Linked DNA regions of Triticum aestivum: region 1 is linked to region 2. Evidence: chromatin contacts called from public Hi-C data. All regions are on one chromosome and are shown on one strand. The core of a region is the stretch at or near the end of the contact, and the rest is flanking DNA. Distances in the headings are between cores, read along the strand shown.

The links. A called contact is a pair of places that touch in the nucleus more often than the background predicts.
Region 1: a Hi-C map of leaf shows a contact between it and region 2, with 3 times the contacts expected there. The contact joins the promoter of LOC123159051 here to the promoter of LOC123159881 in region 2. A contact is called at or near these places in 4 of 5 Hi-C or Micro-C datasets (leaf, root and an unstated tissue).

The regions. Positions count from the first base shown.
Region 1 is chr7B:553,056,001-553,060,131 of IWGSC CS RefSeq v2.1, reverse strand. LOC123159051 (lysophospholipid acyltransferase LPEAT2) reads right to left here and starts at 1,628. Exons shown (of 13, transcript XM_044576852.1): 1 at 1,077-1,628; 2 at 1-50. The coding sequence starts at 1,576.
Region 2 is chr7B:552,846,008-552,850,272 of IWGSC CS RefSeq v2.1, reverse strand. It overlaps LOC123159881, which reads right to left and starts at 2,711. Exons shown (of 2, transcript XM_044577691.1): 1 at 1,814-2,711; 2 at 1,073-1,683. The coding sequence starts at 2,483. The coding sequence ends at 1,667.

The sequences.
Region 1 (4,131 bases), core at 379-2,878, 210 kb before region 2:
GTGCAAGCTCTCTAGGCGCAGGCCTTCCTTTTCGTGTGATCCAGTGATACCTGAGAGTACAAACGAGTGGCCAACAAATATCAGACAGTACTCAATAGCAATATAAGATGGGAAAATATGATAAGTATGCGGTCAAAACCAGAAACCCTCCAGTAAGTATAAACAAGCAGTAGAGCACATTGTACAAATGATTTTTCGCCAGTTAGCTTTTCATTTTATTTCAGGGAAGGTTGGTAAGCAAGGTTCCTCACCAGTCACCACTTTGACATCGTTTTAGAAACATTCAACGAATTGTATCCAAAACGTTCAACTGAGCAATTGCCAGTTGTGTAAGGCATAAGGTCATACGCCCCACAAGCAGAACCCATGAAATGTGCTTCCAGCATGGACATCATCATCATTTGAATTATCTACACATTATTCCCATTTGAATTATCCACAGTCACACACATTACAGACCACCTGGTTCATGTCCCCAATTAACAAGGATGTAACAAAATTATCAGGGGTAATTTTGTTGAAATAATTGTCCTCTTCTAATTCTTGGGTAGCTCTCTCTAACTAGCTCCTCATATAAAAATTGTCGAGGCATATCACCAGCAATGTTGTGATCTACAAACCCAAGCAAAAGCTAACCAGAGGGAGACGGACCGTGCAAGAATCAGTTTCCAACCTACGGTGAACTGTGATATTAACCAGACGGGCCCTCCCGTTCCTGTCGGTCAGCCGTATTAAGTGCATGTCGTAACAAACAAAGTCACCCGCACGGTCCTTCACCTTCCGAGATGATACGGCGTCGGCGTCGCCCCCACCAAACAAATCGCTGCCCACACACGTGCCGCAAGGCAAATCCCCCCCAAATTCTGCAAACCAACCAAACTTCTCCCGATCGCGTCATCCATCCGCGGCAGCTTCGGCATGTGTCGCCTCGCCGCCGAAACCTAATCATCTAGTGAAACAAATTCGAAGCTTCCCAGCGGCTCATCGATCGAGCGCCAAATGTTCAGATCAGATCGAAACCCAATCCGAGCAGAGCTGCTGCTGCTAGCGGCGCTTGCTGAGGCGGAGGCACTGACCCGAAGGAGAAGAGGATGCAGCGCGCAGAGAGCCGGGTGACCCACATGAGCCGGCGGCGCCAGGCCGGCATGGGGCCGGCGCCCTCCCGCGGGCGCTCCCGCGAGTCGGTCCAGCCGCGCAGCGCCACCCACGTGGCGGCGTACCCGATCGCGATGGCCAGCCCGAAGAGCACGAGCCGCGCCGTCGCGACCGGCGCGAGCAGCAGCGTCCTGGCCCACCCGTAAGGGCCGCCCAGCCACGGCGTCCTGTTGCGGAACGGGTCGGCGGGGGACGGGCCCGGCGGCCGCGGCGGGCGGCTGTCCTCCGAGAGGAACGCGAACGGGTCGCCGCCGCCTCCGCCGTCGCACACCGAGGCGGCGGCGCAGAGGTCGTCGTCGCCGTCGTGGCCCCGCGCGTGGCCGTTGGCGGCGCGGGTGGGCGTGGTGGGCGTGATGGAGTCGGAGAGGAGGGGCGTGGCGAGGGAGGAGGCCGGGGTAGGGCCATGATTTCGAGTGGCCATGGATGGGGGCGGGGGGGGGGGGGGGGCCGGTGGGGACAGCGACGGCGGGAGGAAGCGGGAGGCTGGAAAAGGAGCAATGGAGGAGGCGAGTTATGGCTTATATGAAAAGCAAATAGCGAAGCGGAGGGAGGGAGGAGATGATCGTTTTTGTGGTCGTGGGGCTCGTGGCCTCGTGGGTTCGTTTTTTTTTTTTTTTTTGCGTTCTGGCACTCTCGGATCTTGTTTTTTCATGTATTGCCCCGGGTCAGAGAATGGTCAGAGATCCTTTTAAGAGAACTGAAAATATAAAATAAAATTTGAGCCAGGTAAATTTTGCAAGTAGGGGATGGGGGTGCAAAACCTGAAAAATGGCAGGAGTATTTGTTTCCATAAAAATAGGAGAAATGCAAACAAATATGGTCCCGCGAGAGATTCAAATTCCCAACGAAAAAATCAATAAGAATTTGGTTTCGCAATTGTTTGATCCAAATCACTGCCATAGAAAAGTACTCTAAATATTCCCTACAAAAGAAACATATAAATCTTATACTCTAGAGAGGGCCTTCACCTTTTGTCATATTTTTCAATGAAAACATATACATCTCGGTCAATTGAGAATTAGCCAACCCCAAGTTGGTTTTACAAATTTATCCATAGATGCTTAAATTAATGTTCACTTTCTTGTAAGACTTTGTTCATCTAGTATACGAAATGTGTTATTGTCTCGCCAGTTGATTTTACTAATATGTTAATGCAGTTTTTTAAAAGTCCACCTTGTTGTACTATACCCGGCAGCAAGATAGTACAACAAGCAAATAGCAAAGCGGAAGAAGGAGGACGAGATGATCGTTTGTGTGGTCATGGGGCTTGTGTCATGTTGCGTTTTTTCCTATATTGCCCTCGATCAGAGAATGGTCGGCACTCTTTCTCAAAAATTACTATAGAATAATGAGCATACAAAATAAAAGTTTGACGCAATTAAAAAGTGCAAAACCTGAAAATGGCAGGAGTATTTGTTTCTATAAACATAGGGGAAATGCCAAAAAATATGGTCTCATGAGAGATTGAAATTCCCAACAAAATAACAATAAGAATTTGGTTTCGCAATTTTTTATCCAAATCATTGTGCTATAGGAAAATACTCTAAATATAGTCCAAAAATGAAATGTAAAAATCTTCTCTAGAGAGGGCCTTCCCCTTTTGTCATTTCTTTAATGAAGACATATACATCTCGAGCAATTTGGGAATCAACCAACCCCAAGTTCAGATTACAAATCTATCCATATATGCCTAAAGTAATGTTCACTTTCTTGTAAGAATTTATTCATCCTGTACACAAAATGTATTATTGTCTCCTCTTTACTAAAATGTTCATACAATTTTTAAAAGTTCACCTTGTTGTACTTTACTAGGCAGCAAGACTGGTAAGCTATAAAGGAAAACACCCTGTTGTATTACCTTTTCTTGAAGTTTAGCAAAAGAAGATCTTTCACGGATTGATGAAATCTTGGGCGATTGTAAATTAGAAAAACCTTTTGTAATCTATCTGCATGCTTCTAATTGCATTTTCTCTGCATGCAATAGTTAATACTTTTTAATTAGTTCCATATTTGGTATCTTTTATTTTGTACGGTAGCCATGATTTACCTGTTCATATTATCCTGGTTGTGCAAATAAGCATTTACCAAAAAAAATCATGCTCATAATTTACCTGCCAAGTAAATTATCCGATTTGGTAAACCCTTATTGCCTTACCAAAAATAAATAAGATTGTATTTCGTAATCAATAAAAGATGGGGTAGTTAAAGTGTTTTTAGGTAAAACTAATGAAATAATTCATAGATATGAGGGGGGAATAAAAAAGGAGAGAAAAGGGTAATGTATTTAAGATTGTACGAAAGAAGCGGTGGGTGACAAAACGTCATGCTTGCGAAAACATAATTTAGATAAGTCTTGTTTGATACTCAGACAAGGTGGTAGTGGGAAAACGGAATGATGTTGTAGAGGATGTTGAACTTCCACAAAAACCTCCTCCGCTTGAAGGTGTGAACTCTACTTCTATAGTACTCACTAAAAAAACAATAAATTATATGATTTCAAGCCCATCGGCTTACGTAATGTAATTTATAAAGTGATCTCCAAGTGTCTAGTGAATAGACCAAGGCCTTTACTTGATGATCTTATCTCAGAGCAAAGTGCTTTCGTTCCAGGTAGTTTGATCACTGACAATGCCCTTGGTGCCTTTGAGTGCATTCATTACATAAAGCAAGAGAGATTCAACTAAGATTTTCTATGCATACAAGTTGGATTTATCTATGGCTTATGATAGGGTATTAGGATGGATTGGGATTTCTTGGAGAAAGTGATGCAAAAGGCTAGGTTTCTCTCATCGATGGATTAATTGAATTATGACATGTGTCACATCGGTGAGGTTTGTGTTAAATTAAATGGGGACCTCTCTTGGATTCATTTGCATCGACGCTTGGGCTTCGACAAGGAGGGGGGTCCCTTATCACCCTTTCTATTCTTGTTCGCCGCCGATGGACTCTCTGTTATTCTTAAGCATGGTATGAATT
Region 2 (4,265 bases), core at 1,462-3,961:
GAGGGGCCTGATTATGCTATTTTCACGGCACGTCCCCGAAGGGGTGCGCTATGCATTTGGCTCCGGCGATCCTCCACTGCTCCATGTCGCGGCGGCAGGCCGCTATGATGCTGCGGGCGCATGGTGATTTCCCTCTAAAGGTGCACGCATTCCGCTCTAACTAGATTTGCCAGACCATCAAAGTGAGCAGGGATCTGGTGCCCTTCCTCATGCCTGGGTTGGCTCCATCGATGATCAAACGAACCCTCTCGGCAGTGGACCTTCCCGTGCTCCAGATGGAATGGCTGAAAGAGTGGCAGCCTAGCCAGGTTGCCACCTCATTCTAGCACTGAATGGCAACGGTGCACTCCCAGAACAGGTGCGACGAGGACTCAAGATTGCGCAGGCATAGCTGGCAGAAGTAGCTGTTAATCCATCCGCGTCTCTGTAGTCTATCGTTGCACCATAATCGATCTAAGTGCAGCAGCCAGAGAAGGACTTTCGTCTTGTCAGGAGCCCAGGCCTTCCAGATGGTTGCTGTGAAGTCAAGTGCCGGGCGCTCTTCAAACTGAACGTCGTAGGCGGAGCGCGTGGAGTAGTTGCCGGAGTTGCCTCAGGTCCAGGTGATGGTGTCAGCCCTGCCAGCTTGAAGCGTGATGCCAGCGCTTCGGATCTCCCTGGCGAGCTGCAACACCGTGTGCATGATGTTGTCATGATCACCATGGCGGAGGTCGAGTACCCATCGGTCTTGATGCAGGGCTTCTTGAACGGATCTGTTCTTGCGGGCGGAGTGAGCAAACACTGCGGGGTATGCCTGACATAGTTGTCTGCCGTTGAGCCAGGGAGAGTGCCAGAAGGAACTCGTTGAGCCGTCCCCGACGGTGACGGCCATGCAGGCAGCGAACAGGGCGCGATCGGCGTCGTCGCATGGAGAGCTGGTGCCAACCCAGGGGCAGGAGGGTTGCGTCCATGCAAGCCATAGCAATCGCAGGCGGAGGGCCCGGGCGAACTTCGCCAGATACATCCATTTTTATCGATTTCTTCGACAAGTAATTCCGAACGGAGGGAGTACAAAATAGCTTCAAATATAAACATTTATGGCAGACGAAACTACGAACTGATCAACATCGATGTGCATCTTCTTTCTGTAGACCTTATCTTTTAAATCCAAGCATTATTTTGTGGATTAGAAGATGAAAGAAATTAAGAAGAGATTACCGTAGAAAACGTGCAAACTCACGTACGAGGTGTACCCAGAATGAAGGAGCCCACGTAACCGCACCGGGGGAGAGTCACCCACGTGCGCTCGATAGCATCGAGCCCAGGCCTAGCTTGTGAAAAACTGCCAAATCGAGCATTCTCTGGGAACCAGACCCAGAGATGTTCTAAACTTCATGCAATGCAGACCCGACGATGAATGCAGGCAATCCAACAGGCTAAATTCCTTCCGCGCAACTTGTGTACGCAGACACCCAAAGATGTCTCGGACAATTGCATTCAAAATAGCCTGAATGTTAATAGATTGTTTCAGCTTTCAGATTCGGCTTCACCGGCCAAGCTGAATCTGGCCTCGAAGCTCAAACAAACAGACCCGAGCGCGGAAGAAACACTTCGACGTCCCTGCGGCGCAGAGAGAGAGAGAGAGAGAGAGTGACGAACTGTGCGGGTTGCAAAAAGGGCCGCCGTACTATGAACACTGCAGTCCTGCAGAGCAGAGCGCAAGAAGCATACTCAACGAGAGTACATGATATGGCAAGCGGATGAATTGTTAAAAATAAATTACCCAAACACAAACACAAGATGATAACAGCATATATTTATTTCTACTGCGCACCGGCGACGGCGGCCGGGGCGGCCTCGCCGCGGGCCTCGTCGTCGTCGACCCACGACCAGTAGTGCCGCTTCACGGTGATGGCCGCGCCGCCGCCGTCGTGGCCCTCGCCCTCGCCGCCCTCCTCCGTGTCGAACTCGCCCTCCTCCGGGACGCCCTCCACGAGCTCCGCGTCCACCGCGTGCAGCACGTACCTGGCGGGGAGTCCTGGGTACGAGACGGACTCCCGCTCCTCCACGCGCGGCTCCGGGACCGCCCCCACGATCCGGACGCGGGCGCGCTCGCCGAGCTCCTCGACGACGGCGCGGGCCGCGGCGGCCTCGGGGGTCTCCCCGGGGCGCATCTTCTCGGAGAGCGGCCGCGCGGCCCGGCGGCGGAGCGTGCCGTCGGAGAGCAGCTGGCGGGTCTCCACGAGGAGCGCGCCCCGGCGATTGCGGATGCGCACGGTGGCGACGTGGACGGCGCGCACGACGAGGGCCGGTGGGGAGGAGGCCGCGGGCAGGAGCGTGCAGTCGCCGCAGGAGAGCTCCAGGAAGAGGTTGAGCAGGTTCTTGGTCCCCGGCGCGGATCCCCAGGAGGCGAGCGCCGGGCCCGGGAGGCGCGGCCGGAGGTACGCCGCGAGCGAGTCTAGCGTCGGGAAGGCCAGCGGCCGCGGCGGCGACGGCGGCCGCATCTGGTGCCCGTCGTCGATTTGGGGGCGGACGAGTTTCCTTCTCCTCCAGATGAGAATTCCTCCGGTGGGTTGCGTTGCCGGAACGGAAGCATGGCGCTCGGGCTTAGGAAATGCTAGGCGTGGGCTCGGTTACATGGGCTAGTGGAGGCCCATACAAGAAAACAGCAATTACGACGGTCCAGCACGAGCTGGACACGGAAGCGGAAGCCCAGCAGGAATCGGTGGAATCGATCACAAAACAGAAGAAGCAATCGAGGTCTCTTGTCCCCAACCGCCACCGGAATTTCTAGACGCGTCCAAAATCCTCCCGGCGGCTGGGCTTCTCGCCGTCCGTCGCCGCCGGGCGACGCGTGCACGGCCGCTGTCGCCGAGGCTCTCCTCTCCTCTCCAGAAATCGTTTTCCTTCGCGGCTGGGCGATGGATTTGGGGACGGAGAATCGCCTTGCGGCGTTGCTCCTCGAGGAGGCCCGGAGGCTGCGGATGCAGGTGGAGAAGGAAGGGGTGCACGCCTATCTGCAGAAACCTAATGTGAGGCACCGCCCCTACTCGCGGTTCCTTGCCGCCACCGTTCTTGGCGTTCATCAAGGTCGGTTGGTTGCTCCTTACTTTTTTGTTCGACGCTAATATGATTGATTCACTGGCCAACTAAGCATCCCCTTTTATCCATTTTGATGACAAGTATTTCCGGACGGAGGGAGTAGTTGTTGGTTATGCTCAAAGCCCAGCTAATATGATTGATTAATTAAAATTACTACGAAGTTACGAGTATAGTGCAAAATGACATGTCTTGTAGTAAAAAAAATGTTTTGTTTCTGCTAGCCCTCACATCCAAAAACGTTCATTTGAAAGAATCTACTTTGTTGAGAATTTTCCGGTAGAAATACAGTTTGGAACTTTCTTTTTGAAATATATTTTCTCTTTTTGTCTGCAGCAAATCGAGTTGTGGAAGTTAATGAGATGTGGCGTGCCAGGGAGAAGGAGCTGGAGCTGGAATTGAAGATGAAAACCAGAACCAATGGTCGAATTGACTCGAGATCCCAGAAACGGAAGAACGACTCAAGAGACCAGAGCCCTGTTTCTAAGACCCAGCGAGACAGACCGTATGGCGCATCATTTTCGTCAAGGGATTCACAAGGCAGTTCTTATTCGGACCGGGGGGATGGGCTAGGCGATGATGAAATCGAAGAGTTTCTTCGATCAAGGTCAGTTACGGTTTTGATCAACAACACACTGGGAGAAATGAAATATTGAGAAAAAAATAATCTGATATTAATTGAAGATGTGATCTTTCTATGATGTCATGTGTGTACTTTACATGTGACTAATCACAAAATCATAATCTTACAATGTTCTTGTTTTAATAAGAAATGTAGTTAGCCTATACATTTGTATTTGCACATGCATAGGCCATCTATCTGTTCCAATTTTCACTAGACACGCAGTTTCTTTGTTAGGGTGAAGCGCGGGCGAGGAGCCATTGGTTCTAGAATGGATGAGCCTGGCCCATACCTCAAGCCTCCATCCGGCGTGAAAGATAATTCAGTAAGTCCGGATGCACGAGTGAAAGAAGAACGGAAGCACCGAGTTTATGGTCCAGAGAAGCCACTATTTTTTAGATCTAAATACTCAGACGAGGAGCCATCCACCTCGAAGCACAAGCACATAAAAGAAGAAAAGAACAATAGTAGCAACCGAGAGAGAAAGGAGGAGAACAGGAGGTCCAAACATCACCACCGTGAACATAAAAGCCGAAGTAGGGAGTGATGGCTGATGATTAATCGG